Linked DNA regions of Mus musculus: region 1 is linked to region 2. Evidence: chromatin contacts called from public Hi-C data. All regions are on one chromosome and are shown on one strand. The core of a region is the stretch at or near the end of the contact, and the rest is flanking DNA. Distances in the headings are between cores, read along the strand shown.

Evidence for each region. Hi-C and Micro-C count contacts between places; a contact is called where the count stands out from the background.
Region 1: a Hi-C map of embryonic fibroblasts shows a contact between it and region 2, with 2.1 times the contacts expected there. The contact joins the promoter of E130310I04Rik here to the enhancer-like site in region 2. A contact is called at or near these places in 1 of 39 promoter capture datasets (the 3T3-L1 cell line), 3 of 484 Hi-C or Micro-C datasets (3T3-L1-derived adipocytes, cranial neural crest and embryonic fibroblasts) and 1 of 9 other capture datasets (embryonic stem cells).

Annotation. Positions count from the first base shown.
Region 1 is chr16:34,954,819-34,961,437 of GRCm38.p6, reverse strand. E130310I04Rik (RIKEN cDNA E130310I04 gene) reads left to right here and starts at 2,444. Exons shown (of 4, transcript NR_045723.1): 1 at 2,444-2,671; 2 at 4,886-5,067. Mylk (myosin, light polypeptide kinase) reads right to left here. Exons shown (of 32, transcript NM_139300.3): 21 at 4,902-5,055.
Region 2 is chr16:34,858,584-34,864,735 of GRCm38.p6, reverse strand. Mylk (myosin, light polypeptide kinase) reads right to left here. Exons shown (of 32, transcript NM_139300.3): 3 at 3,965-4,172. Among named protein-coding and RNA genes, the nearest start is that of Mylk, 77 kb to the right of the region's middle. Within about 2 kb of position 3,820, at least 34 of the 459 cell types and tissues checked have an H3K27ac peak or open chromatin away from gene starts, as enhancers often do. A contact at or near this core is called in embryonic fibroblasts, where this site is marked.

The DNA.
Region 1 (6,619 bases), core at 1,195-3,694, 98 kb before region 2:
AGTCCTGTCAAGGCCACTTCCTACTTTCCCCGGCGACACAGGAGGCCTCCTGCAACTGGTGGAGGAGGAATTGTGAGCCGCTTTCACTGGTTGTTGAAAATGTTCTCTTAGAAATTCTGTTTGTTCTGAAGGATATATTGGTCTTTTTAAGAAACATTTCTGGTGTTGGCAAAGATGTTTATTATTCTAAATCCTCTTAGCGGCAAGTGGCTCAAGTCCTCTGGAAATCAGCTAAGGAAGTGAAGGAGCCTGCTTGGGGGGTGAGGGTGGGGGTAGGGGAGGAGAAGTCCTTACTGTCCCTGCCCCAGACCTTCTGGCAGACTTAGTCATGGAGCTTTATACAAGTAAAGACCCTGGCCATTGGCCGACTGCCTTCTCTCTGGTTTGCTCTGGAAAAAAACAACTTGGAGAGATCAACGTTGCTGAAGAGTTGCTGTGTGCACCTACCCTTGGTACAGGCACCACTAATTTACACGTGGTGGGGCTTCCCTCAGCCAGTACAGGAGAAGGTGCAGACCATGGGGGAGGAGGCTCGCATGACAAGCAGAATGTGAAGGGATTTGAACACGAACATTCAGAGAGTCTTGCATGTTTGTCTTAGTGTTCCACTCTCATCACTATTTTAGGAGACTAAAGGGTCAGGCCCGCATGTGACCAGCAGAAGGACAAACCTCCCTGGAACATGGTGCTGGGCCTGTGTGCTTTATAACCCTGACGCTCTTGGACCACAAAGGTTCAGGAGTGCTAGGAGTGTAGGATCCCTCCTCCGTGCTTATCCTCAGAGCTGTGTCTGATGCTCTTTATCCTTTCCAAGTACAGAGCCCACATGAGTTGAACTAACTACCGGGTGGGACCAGGGTTCTCCCATGAGCCTCTCTGCTAAAGACAGACACATCTGGCCTGGACAGTGCCTGACAAACAAGAGACTGGCTCGCTGGCTACGGCTGGACCCATGCTTCCTCGGAATTCTCCCAGGGCTCCCTGGAGACATGGCTGGCAGAATGGGAAATCCTTCCAGCTGCAAGAGTTTGTGCTCAGTAGAGGGTGGCTACTGCTGGGAAACCAGAGAACCTTGTCTGTGATGCTTCCCAACAGCCCGGCTTCCCTTTGCCCTCTTTGTGTTTGCCCACACCATGTCTGTCTGGGCTGGGCCTGCAGAGATGGCCAAGCACTGATCCTGAATCCAACAGCTACTGGCCTAAACTACGGCACACGCTTGGAAAGAGGCTCTAAGAGGCTGAGGCTGAGGCTGAATTCACGGTGCTGGTTAGTTTTAACTGTCAGTCTGATACAACCGTGAATCAACTGGGAAGAAAGCCTTAACAAGGAATTACACAGATCAGGTTGGCCTGTGGGTGTATCTATGGGGAATGTCTTGACTGTTATCTGAGGCAGGAAGACTCAGGCCATTGTGGCTGTAGATTCCCTAGGCAGGGCAAACCGGATAGTATGAGGGGAGTAAGCTAACTGAGAGCAAGAGAGCACACCGCGATGCATTTGGTCTCTCGGCTCTTGGCCATGAATGTGAAATGACTAGCGACCTGAGTTCTAGCCTAGCCTAGCCCTGAGATGGTGGACTGTAAGCCAGAATTGTGAGCCAATCCACTCTTTTCTCCCTATGTTGCTTTTAGTCAGGGTGCATTATCAGAGCAAGCCGGAACACTCACTAGTCATGGACAAAGCCACAGGAGAGTCCCACAACCCTGTGCATCCAGACAGGGTTCCGTCCTTTCTATGCTGTCAGGCAGAATGAGACCAAGCTAGTGTCATGCTTACACTGGTAAGCCGGGAATCTCTAAGGCGTATCTCCAGCCCTTCCAAATCACATCAGCTTTAAACTCAGAATGTAGTTGGTGTAGGTTGGGTTCTTGATACTTTGTTTTTCTCCCTTAGAGTTAGGAGGAGGCCTGTTATTCTTGTGTTGGGTGAGTGACATTAAAGAATCCATCTGGATCCCCTGCTCCTCCCTCATCCTCTCCCAGGTCACACAGAACAGCCCAGAAGGCGCAGGCGCAGGCCCAGGCCAGGCTGCAAACCTCATTCTTATGCTGCTTCTTAAAATACAATAATTAGCCTCGGAAATAGCTAAGTATCCCTCACTTAAACCAACTTGGGGGGGGGGAAGGGCTAGCTTTTGTTGATTTGAAAATGAGACTCTTGAGTGATCTGAAAAGAAGGCAGCTCTTCAGAGAATATGCCACAAGAGACTTCTGCAGCTAAGGAGCACAAGTCACTTTTAAGTGGCCTTATTTAGTCGGCCCATCAAGTGGATGCGTTTCAAGTGCTTGAAAACTGTCCAGAATAGGTGGAACAATATCTACTTTATCTCATTTGTGTTTATATCTACTTAATAAACCCCAATCAGATAATATGCAGATGTCCCTGGAGACACACAGGTAAATCAGGTTAATCCTGGTTTACTTTGGCCTAAGTCTAAATTCATGGGCTTTGAATGGATGTAGCTGTGCTGTGGCCATCAATACGAGTCCTCATTTTATTGAGCGATTCTATTCTTAGCTCTGGGGTGGGGGAGGCAGACAGAGAGCCTGCTCCCCATTCCATTCCCCTCCTAGGACGGCATTTAACATGTTGCTCCTGCCAGCTGGCAGGCAGCCACACCGATGGCCCTGTCAGCACCGGCAGTGGAGAATGAGAAACTCAACCATAAAAGGTCAGAACTGCAGCTCCCGCAGTGGGGCTGGGGGAAGGGGAGTGTGGCACGGCCCGGGGTGGCCCCGATTGGGGTAGGGGGCACTGGTTTCAGAAAGGCAGTTTAAAGTTGTTGACCCCACACAGGGGCAGATAGATGGGAAGGCTGAGGAAGAGGTTTCTCTGTCTTAGAGAGATTCTTCACTCTTTAGCCATCCACAGGCCATGGGCACATCTGGAGGGCAGGCTTTTGAGAGTCTGAAATGAGTTCTTCCCTTAGTTTCCCTTCTGCATGGCTGGAGACATACCTATCCACTTTGGGCCTAAGGTGAGGATAGGAGATAAAGATGGAGAAGGAAGACTGGGACCAAAGTTAGGGACCACAGAGTGACAGCACTAAGAGAGCCTCTGAGTCCTCTCCAACTGCCAACTTCATGCTTGGGACATTCCTCAGATCCCCGCTGTGGCTCATGAATCCTTTCTAACACTCTTTTGTTCTGTAGGTGTGAGCCCTGCTGTGAAGTTGGGGACTAGTCTTCACACTGAACCCAAAGGAGCCCCTTTGTCTAATTGAAACCCTGTAAGCTTGAAAGCCAAGATTGACTGGAAAACCTACTCAAATCTAATGTGTATGCAATTAAATACCAGGCCAAAGTCTTTCAGGAGCCCCATATATGGAGGCCCACACAGGCATACAACACAGTCTACTGTCCCCCTAGCTGCACCTTCTTGTGTCCCTCTACTGTACTATATGCATCTGCCACAAGGGGAACCATGACCGAGGGAAAACAGTGAGCATCACCCATGGGAGGAAGCCACATAGAAAGCGATTTAGATGTGTCAGAAGACAGATCGGAACGTAAAAACAGTTACTAGGAAAGAAGGCAACACCAAATCTTGAGACTCGGTCTAAATAGGGGTTCAGCTTACTGGGAACTCAGAGATATAGAAAGGGGAAGAACTTAGGGTTAGCAATCACAGTGACCTTAGAGAAACAGTCTCTCTAGACCAAGCAACATGGGATTAAGGGGCAGGTAGCTGCAGAGGGCCAGAGGCCAAGGGGTGAGGCTGCTCTGCCACCGGGTTAGCCCAGGGGCTGGGGCACAGAAAGCAGAGCACTGCAGGAAGGCCAATCGATGCAGGGGGTGGGGGTGGGGTAATGCCTGTGCTGTTGGAACAAGCGGGGGATGAAAAGCTGAGTGAGCTGAGGATGGTGGAGTCCTGAGAACCTGGGAACTGGACCAAAGAAAAGAACCCTCCTCAAGGTACAGGAGCCATTGATGGCATGGTGTACAGGTACCTGGAGGTCTGGAGGCCACCAAGTTCAGAGGAGTCTAATGCCTCGTAGTTCTCAGTGAAGCTAGAGGCCTAAGGGCTTTGTGTGTGTCCTGGGAGTGGGGAGGGGGCAGGGGGATGGCAACGGGGAACGTGTCTCCAGAGAAGGATAAAAGTTCTGAAGGTCACTGATACCTCCGTCTAGGGGCACCAGAGCATAGCCTGGAGTGTGTACATGATGCAGTCTCCGTGCTCCGACCCCTGAAAGTAAGAGGAAGTGGCCTTGATCCCAGGTGGGGATTTGCAGGCTTGAATCAGATGTCCCCCCACAAGTTCTTGCTTCCTAGTTGGTGGTTGTTTGAGGAGAATTAGGAGGTGTGGACTAGCTAGAGGAAGTATGTCCCTGGAGGGAGACTTTAAGGTTTCAAAAGATGTGAGCTGTCTCAAGTTGGTCCTGTCTGCTGTTTGTCTGTAGGTTGAGATGAGAGCTCTTGGTGCTGCTCCAGTGCGGTGGTGCCTGCCTGCCGCCATGCTCCCCACCGTGATGGTGATGGACCCTTATCCCTCTAGGAACATAAGCCCCAAATCAACCCAGCCTTCTCTAAGCTGTCTTGATCTGGTGCTTCAGCACAGCAAAAGAAAACTAAGACACAAAGGGAGTCAGACAGTGGGGGGCATGAGCCAGAGGAAGTGAACAATCCACCGAAAAGACCTGCGGCAGGAGGGCTTGGGATCTCTAATGGCCAGGAACGCCCGAGAAACAAGGAGGGGACTCAGGGAATGGAAGATGCTAGGGGGTGGGTGGTGAAGCAGAGGCAGGTATGGAGTCCTGCATCAGTTTGCAAGGTATTGTGTGAGAGTAAGGAGAGGAGAAGACAGGGGGAACGAGGAAGCAAGAGGAAGGTGCTGACATCCCGGGGTTTGTTCACTTTGTCCCCCACTCCTCGCCCTTCTTGCTTAGCGTTTCCTGGACTCACCCACGACCGTGAGGTTGACTTGGGCCTGCCTGCTGCCCAGCTTGTTCTCCACCACCAGTGTGTAGCAGCCACAGTGCTCCTGCCGCGCGGCCAGGATGGTGAGCTTGCTGCCGCTCTCGCCATTCTCCACCTTGATATGCTCGCTCTCCTGGATCTGCGGGTACAGGTGAGAGTGAGAAATGGGGCTCCTCACCGTCTATTCTCAAGGACAAACGGGACAGTGGGGAGGGAGCAGGGGTTACTCCATCTTGTCTGGTGTAGTGGTGCCTACTTGTAATGCCACTGCTGGGGGCGTGGAGACAGGAGGATGCCTGGGAATTGTTGGCTAGCTTAACTGGTAAGTCTAGTATAACTGGTATACTTCAGGCCAATAAGACACCTTGTCTCAAGGGAGGAAGAGGACAGGGTGGCACCTGAGGCTGTCCTCTAGCACACACACACACACACACACACACACACACACACACACACACAGAAATAGGATGGCAATTTATGCTAAAGCATTGATAAGCCCTAAAAACAACCTATCAGACCAAACCAAACTAAACAAACAAAAAACAAAAACAAACAAACAAAAATCCCCAAAACTAAGAAAACAAAAACAAGATAACAACATCAAAACCAAACCAAAACCAAAACCATGTCCAGAGACAAAGGTGGATATGCCAGAGTGCATGATCCCATCGATCTGAACTGTCCAGAACAGGCAAGCCCATAATAATAACATGTAGGGAGAAGTGGCAGAGACTGAGGAAGGGGAAGAATCACACTGGCTTCTAGGGTGAAGGATTAGGAAATCTGATGCTTACACAGTCTTGTGTATTGACTGATGCCATTGAATTGTATAAGGTGATTTTTAACTAGTTAAAAATGTAGTCAGACATAGTAGCACACAGGCTTGTATCTCAGCTGCTCAGGAGTCAGATGGATCACAGCTAGCCTGGACAAATTAGTAAGTTCGAGGACAGCCTGGACAACTTAGTAAGACCTATCTCAAAAAGTAAAAAAGAAGCCTGGAGCTGTAGCTTAATGGTAGAGCACTTGCCTAGCATACATAGGCCTAAATCCAAAATCCAAACCTTAGTACTGAAAAAAAAAAAAAAAAAAACAAACCAAAACTGTAGTTCCTCATGGTGGTTTGAATGAGAGTGGTCCCCACAGGCTCGTGTGTTTGGATGGTTGGTCCCTAGCTATTGGAGTGTTTAGGACATGTGGTCTTGTTGGTGGAGGTGTGTCACTGGGAGTGGGGCTTTGAGGTTTCAAAAGCCCTTGCCAGCCCCAGTCTCACTCTCTGTCTGCCTGCTTTCTGCAGATCAGGATGTAAAGCCTCAGCTACTGCTGCAGTGCCATGCCTGCCTGCCTGCCTGCCACCATGTTCCACAGCACAATGGTCACAGACTTGCTCTCTGAAATTCTAAGCAAGACCCAGTTGAATGCTTCCTTTTATAAGTTGCCTTGGTCACAGTGCTTCTTCACAGCAACGGAACAGTGACGAAGACATCCCTCAACTGTGTTAACCACATTCCATGCGCTCAACAGACAGGGCCAGTGGCTACCACACTGGAGAGCACAGATGCAGAAAGGTTTCATAACTGCAGTACGTTTTGTACTGAACTCGATTAACTGGCTCTGAAAGGGACACAGTTCTGCCTTACCCATCAGTCTAGACAGGCAGGGCCCCATGTTCTTCTCCATCTCCCTCAGAGCTAGTTCTCCTT
Region 2 (6,152 bases), core at 2,571-5,070:
TCATGAGATCCAGCTGTAAGGCATTTTCTCAATTAGTGATAAAGGGTGGGAGAGCCCATTGTGGATGGTGCCATCCATGGGCTGGTAGTCTTGATTTCTATAAGGAAGCAAGCTGAGCAAGGCAGAGGAAGCAAGCCAGTAAGTAACATCCCTCCATGGCCTCTGCATCAGCTCCTGCTTCCTGACCTGCTTGAGTTCCAGTCCTGACTTCCTTTGGTGATGAACTGCCATGTGGAAGTGTAAGCTGAGTAAACCCTTTCCTCCCCAACTTGTTTCTTGGTCATGATGTTTGTGCAGGAATAGAAACCCTGATTAAGACACTAGGGGTCAGGGACTGGGGGAAGAGGAGATTATGGAGGGGCTGGAAGAAGACAGAGGGGCAGGCTGCTCCAGGTCAGCTAGTGCTTCCAGAAGCCCTGCAGGTGATTGTTTTTGAGTTAGGATCTTGATATATAGCCTAAGCTAGCCTTGCACTTAATCCTCCTGCCGTGGTCTACCACGTGCTGGGATTACAGGTGCACACCACCATGCCTGACTCTAGCCTCCTCCATGTGAGTTGAATTCCTCCAAGTGTGGCCTGTTGACACCCGGGGGTGGCTGAACTTCAGCTATTCAGGCTGTGGACCAGACCTTGCAATCAACACAGGTGTGTCAACAAGATTCCCCAGGGAGGCACGGGTGCTTACATTCGACTAATCCAACCTGTAACTCTGCTGAGAGAGACTCTTCGTCATATGGAGGGGATACTTATCATGTTTATGTTGATTATACACTGAGATGATCGAATTCTGGATTAAATAAAATTCTGAGTTAAATAAAACATTTTGTTAAAATTAATCTCACCTAATGTGATGGTTTGAATGGTTGGCCACAGGGAGTGGCACTATTAGGAGTGAGGCCTTGTTGGAGGAGGTGTGTCACTTCGTAGGTGGGCTTTGAGACTCCTATGCTCAGTCTCCTCCTGATGTGGAAGAGTCCTCTCCTGGCTGCCCCCAGATCGATATGTAGAACTCTTGTCTTCTCCAGCACTATGTCTGCCTGGATGCTGCCATGCTTCCTGCTATGATGATAAAGGACTAAATCTCTGAATCTATAAGCCAGCACCAATTAAATGTTTTTTTCTTTATAGAAGTTGCCTTGATCACGGTGTCTCTTCATAGCAATGAAACCCTAATGAAGACACCTAACTTTAAAAATGTGGCTCTAGCAAACCTAAGGTCACATGTACAGCTCATGTTACGTCACTACTGGATAGTGACCCTGGAGAACAGCCTGCAGCCCCTGTACTAGGGAGGAAGCTCCCTCAGGATTTTGCTCTGCCCTAAACTTCACTAACTTAGAGGTGCTTAGAGCATGGCTGCTTCCCCGGTGTGGGGCTTGGGTACCTGTGTGGTCCTGTCCCGAGGCACCTGTTCTTACGCTTCTTGGCTCTAATTGCCAAACTAGAAGTTGGGCAAGAAAGCCTTCTTTCTCACGGACTTCCCTCTGTAAGTATTCTAAGGATGTTAGTTGCCGCTCAAGAAAACCACTGGGCACCACTTCCTGATGGCCAGGGGCTGGGCTGATCCATGCACCACTCTGTGTGTCGCCCTCTGCCTTAAAGGAAAGGAAGTCTCAGGAAGGCCATGTGCTCACACTTGTAAAAGCAACAGAGCTAAAACTCAACCAGGGCATCTGACTCCACTCACTGCACAACCCTGCCTCTAAAGGTTAAAAGTTTCCACCTCTCAGTCAAACGTTTCATCCCAGGACCTCTGTTCTGTTCAGGGATGAACACAGTGGGATGCCCAGCCCAGAGCTGCACAGGAGGCCAGTGGGCTGGCTGCTGGAGTCGCTTTGTGAATGTCGATGCTAACATGGCGCGGAGTTGACAGCATCTCCATGGTAATGGATGATGAATACATCATCTAGGCCTATGGGGCTTAAGGTGGCCCCAAACACATCAGCTCAAACAGAAGTGGGATGCACGCAGGCCCATTCACACAGAGAGAGGCTGCAGGCATGAGACCATTTTCCCGTAGTTAGAAGCACAACACATCTTAAATGCCTGAGCCAATTTATCCCAATTAAAACCCACCAAAAGAGGAGGAACGTGAACCTTATCTTGCTCTTCTATAGTTGTCCCACCTCCTTGCTTCTGACATGAAAATGTTCTCTCTGGATTGAGCCATCAGATACAACTTCCTGAACAGTAGGAACCAAGGAGAAAGTTCACAAGTTATCTCAGTTTTATGTAGACCAGGCTAGCCTTGAACTCAGAGATCTATCTGTGTCTGCCTCCTGAGTGCTGAGATGAAAGGCATGCAGCAACCACCACACCTGAGTATGTCTGGTTTATATAATTTCCCTGCATTCCCAACACACCCCAGTCTTCCTTAATATGGATCATAGAGAATAAGGGCCAAGCCAGGCTGCAAAGCTTGGAATTCACATCCGTTTTCTGCAGAAGCCAAGGTTCAGAGGTTTCGCGTCTCACACTATGTTGGCAAATGTTGGGATCAGGACTTTGGACCGTGACTCATAACTCAGCACCTCTCCACTCTCAGCTCCAAACAGGAAATCAGAAAAGGAAGCAGGGTAATTTTTGTTCAAGGGCCTCAATATTCCAAGTTTAGGCTGTGTGATCAGTTAGTACAGAGAGCGCACCACATCAGAATGACTCCTGGGAAGCTTATCCTGAGACCTCTGACCAGAAGCCACCCTGTGTCCAGAACGCTCCTGCCACAGGCACTTGAAGGTCACTAAATGACTGAGTCGCTTAGTTAAAGAATTTGAGGAAAGCATCCAAACTATGTACACTCTGCTCAGCAGAACTTGTGTGCCTGCAACTGTGTGGGGAAACAGGGAAAAGGGGTCACGGAGTGGCCACTGTCCCAAGTGCACCGAATCCCTTCTAGAACTTTCCAAGGCGGCCTTAACTGGCTATCTATATTGCTCACAGGGTCTCTTGCAAATGAGATTAGGAGTACAGTCTTCTAAAAACAAACAAACACACAAACAAAACAACAAATAAAGAAGGAGCAAGTCTGTCTACCTTGCTTATCAGCTCCCAGAAAGGCCTAGAAGGGTCTGGGAAAGCATGCTTACATCCGAGGGGTTGGCTGACCCCTTCTCTTTCCAGACATCAGACCCTGAGTCTCTGTCAGTGGCCTGAACCCATCAGAGCAGCTTCAGCCTGCCAGGAAGATGCACCAGTGACAAACCCTGGTATTATTTATAGTCAAATGTGTCTCCCAGATGCTTGAAAGTTAGTAAATTATTTTAATCACAGAAGTGGGGGGGGGGGAGACAACTGACCATGTATTAATTAATAAACTTTTTTTCTGTTAAATATTTTTTATAGTAAGCACTATTACTTCATGGCAATGCTAACGATGATTAAGTCCTTTCTAGTCATTTCCCAAACATTTGGTATTCACCTGTGCAGAGAACATTCCAGATGCTTAAGAAATAGTAATAGACAAGATGGTGACCCTATGTCTCAGAGCCTGTGCAATGGGTGAGAGGGTGGCAAGCCTTAGAGGAAAACTGTGAGAGCATTTACAGGAAGGGGAGTTGAAAGCTGAGGGGTTAAAAGGGGGTTCTTTAAGTTGGGGATCCTTGAGCAGAGGCCTGAAGCTCACATGAGTGTGAGCTAAGTGAAGGGCCAAGGCAAGAGCTCTTCTTTGGGCAAGTGACAGGGTGAAATCCCGAGGTCTTGTCAAATGTGGCAAGGCTTGGCCACAGTGGGGTGACAGGTGAGGAGGGTGGGGGATGGGCCATGCATCCCTATGTAAGGTCTGTTTGTACTCTTGGTGTGATGTGAGTCATGCCAAAGCTGGAATATGAGTCAGGACGGTCCAAAGCCTCAAACAGGGTGCGGCTTCTCTTCTAAGTCCCTCCATCTTTGAGAGAGGGCTGAAGTGCAGCAGGAGACTCTGGAGCTGGCAGCTCAGCTCCTGCAGCAGTGCCCCATGGGACTCACCTTCCACAGTCAGCTCCACGGTCACCTGGCGGGCGCCACTGCCATTGCTAGCTTCACAGGTGTATTTGCCCTTGTCCTCCTCGCGGACAGTGTGGATGACAAGACTAAAAGTCCCCCGCACTCCACAGTCCAGCAGGAAGCGGCCACCATTGGTGATGGCTTGCCCTTTTCTGTGCCATGTCACCTGGGGCTCTGGGTAGCCCCGGACCTACAAGGAAAAGAAACCGTAAGGACTTCTGTTTCATACGCACTCACTACGATGTGTAGTAGAGTTCAGAGTTCACACTTTCTGTGCATTACACACTGGGTCACAAAAAAAAGGAAAAAAGGAAAAAAAAAGACCTCAGTAATTTGAGCCCTGTGACACACACTTGTGACTGCAGACCTTGGGAGGTGGACAGGAAGATCGGGGGCTCAAGGTGACCGATCTTCAGCTACACGGAAAATTCAACCTTGGGCCAAGTGAGGCTCTGTACGAATCCCTCTTCACCAAAAACAAAAACAAGCACCAAAACCCTCAATATTAAACTATATTGACTACATGCTGGGAAAGTAATACTTTCTTATATTTTGACAATAAGTCATGAAGATGCATTAAGATGAATTCCAACCTGTTTCTCTCTGCAGCTTTCCTGTGGCTTCTGGAAAGGATGCCCCCTTACAAATGCCTCCTGTGGCACTTTGAGCTCTGCACCAGCTCTCTGCCTCTAGCAATACTTAAGGGTGTCTGTGAGTGCTCCCAGATGTTCACTACTTTTCCAAGTCCTTGACACATCCAAGCTTCAGAGAATCTTATTCAGAGAGTAAAGCTATCGAGAGAGAGAGAGAGAGAGAGAGAGAGAGAGAGAGAGAGAGAGAGAGGCAGAGAAAACCCCAATCTAAGAATTCCCATTGAGTAGCCAGGTGTGGTGGTGTACACCTTTAATCCCAGCACTTGGGAAGCAGAGGCAGGTGGATTTCTGAGTTCGAGGCCAGCCTGGTCTACAGAGTGAGTTCCAGGACAGCCAGGACTACACAGAGAAACCCTGTCTCGAAAAACCAAAAAATAAAAAAATAAAAAAAAAGAATTCCCATTGAGGGGTTAGAAAGATGACTCAGCAGTTAGAAACATGAATTGTTCTTGTAGAGAACACAAATTTGGTTCCCAGCCATGTCAGGAAGGCCATTACCTCCTGTAATGCTACCTTTGGGGATCCAAGGCCTTGTTCTTGACTCTTTAAGCACCTCTGTTCACATATGAATCTCATACACACACACACACACACACACACACACACACACACACACACACACACAACACGAGAGAGAGAGAGAGAGAGAGAGAGAGAGAGAGAGAATATAAAATTTATAAAAATTCTGCTTGAGTTCCAGATATGAAAATTCTGTAAGTGCCCTTGAACACCTGGGACTCAATGGCCCCTCAAGGTGGACCTGTCCTCAGAGGAGCAGGGCTTAACCCATTTCACTGAGGCCGCAGAATAGGTAAATTTGTGCATTGGGAAACACACAAGCACAGTATGGGAGCCTCCTTAGGAGGAACCTGCTTTTGTTAGAAAAGATTGCAGGCACAGCTTTTATCCAGGCAGCCAGTCCAAGGCAAGAAAGGATGGCTTCTGGAGAAATGAAACTAAAATCTGCAGCCTAGCCCTCCCCGTCCCAACACACATATACTCTATAGCTCTCCCTCTTCCTCACAAGGTCAGGTAGCGATGATATACGGCTATCAGGGGTTTTGTGTGTTTGAACTGCTGGGACCCACATGCTCTTCCTTCCCTAGCACACTAAAGAAGGGGCGCAGTGTTTTTAGCAGCAGGAGTTGTCCTTTACTTTCTGTGATGTTGGGGACCCACCCCAACCTCATCACGGCCTGCACGTGGTCAAGTCTCCTCAGCTCTTCCGGTCCCAGCATCTTCAGACCCAAGTCTGAGTATCTAAGATGTAGATTTTTGTTCCTAAGGAAGGAAGCTTTGAGTCGCAGTTAAAAAGCCCAAAGCCAACAACAATCCTTTGATTAATTCATACAATCATCCCTTCAGCAGCAGTTTATAAATCTTACATGACCGGCCTCTCCAGCCCTGCTAATGTAGAGTCAGGATTGAATGGAGAAGAAAAAGCCCCAAACACCAAGTCAGTGTTACTCATCTTATTTGTAATTCCCATAAACAAACAAAAAAGCTCCTTCCTGTAA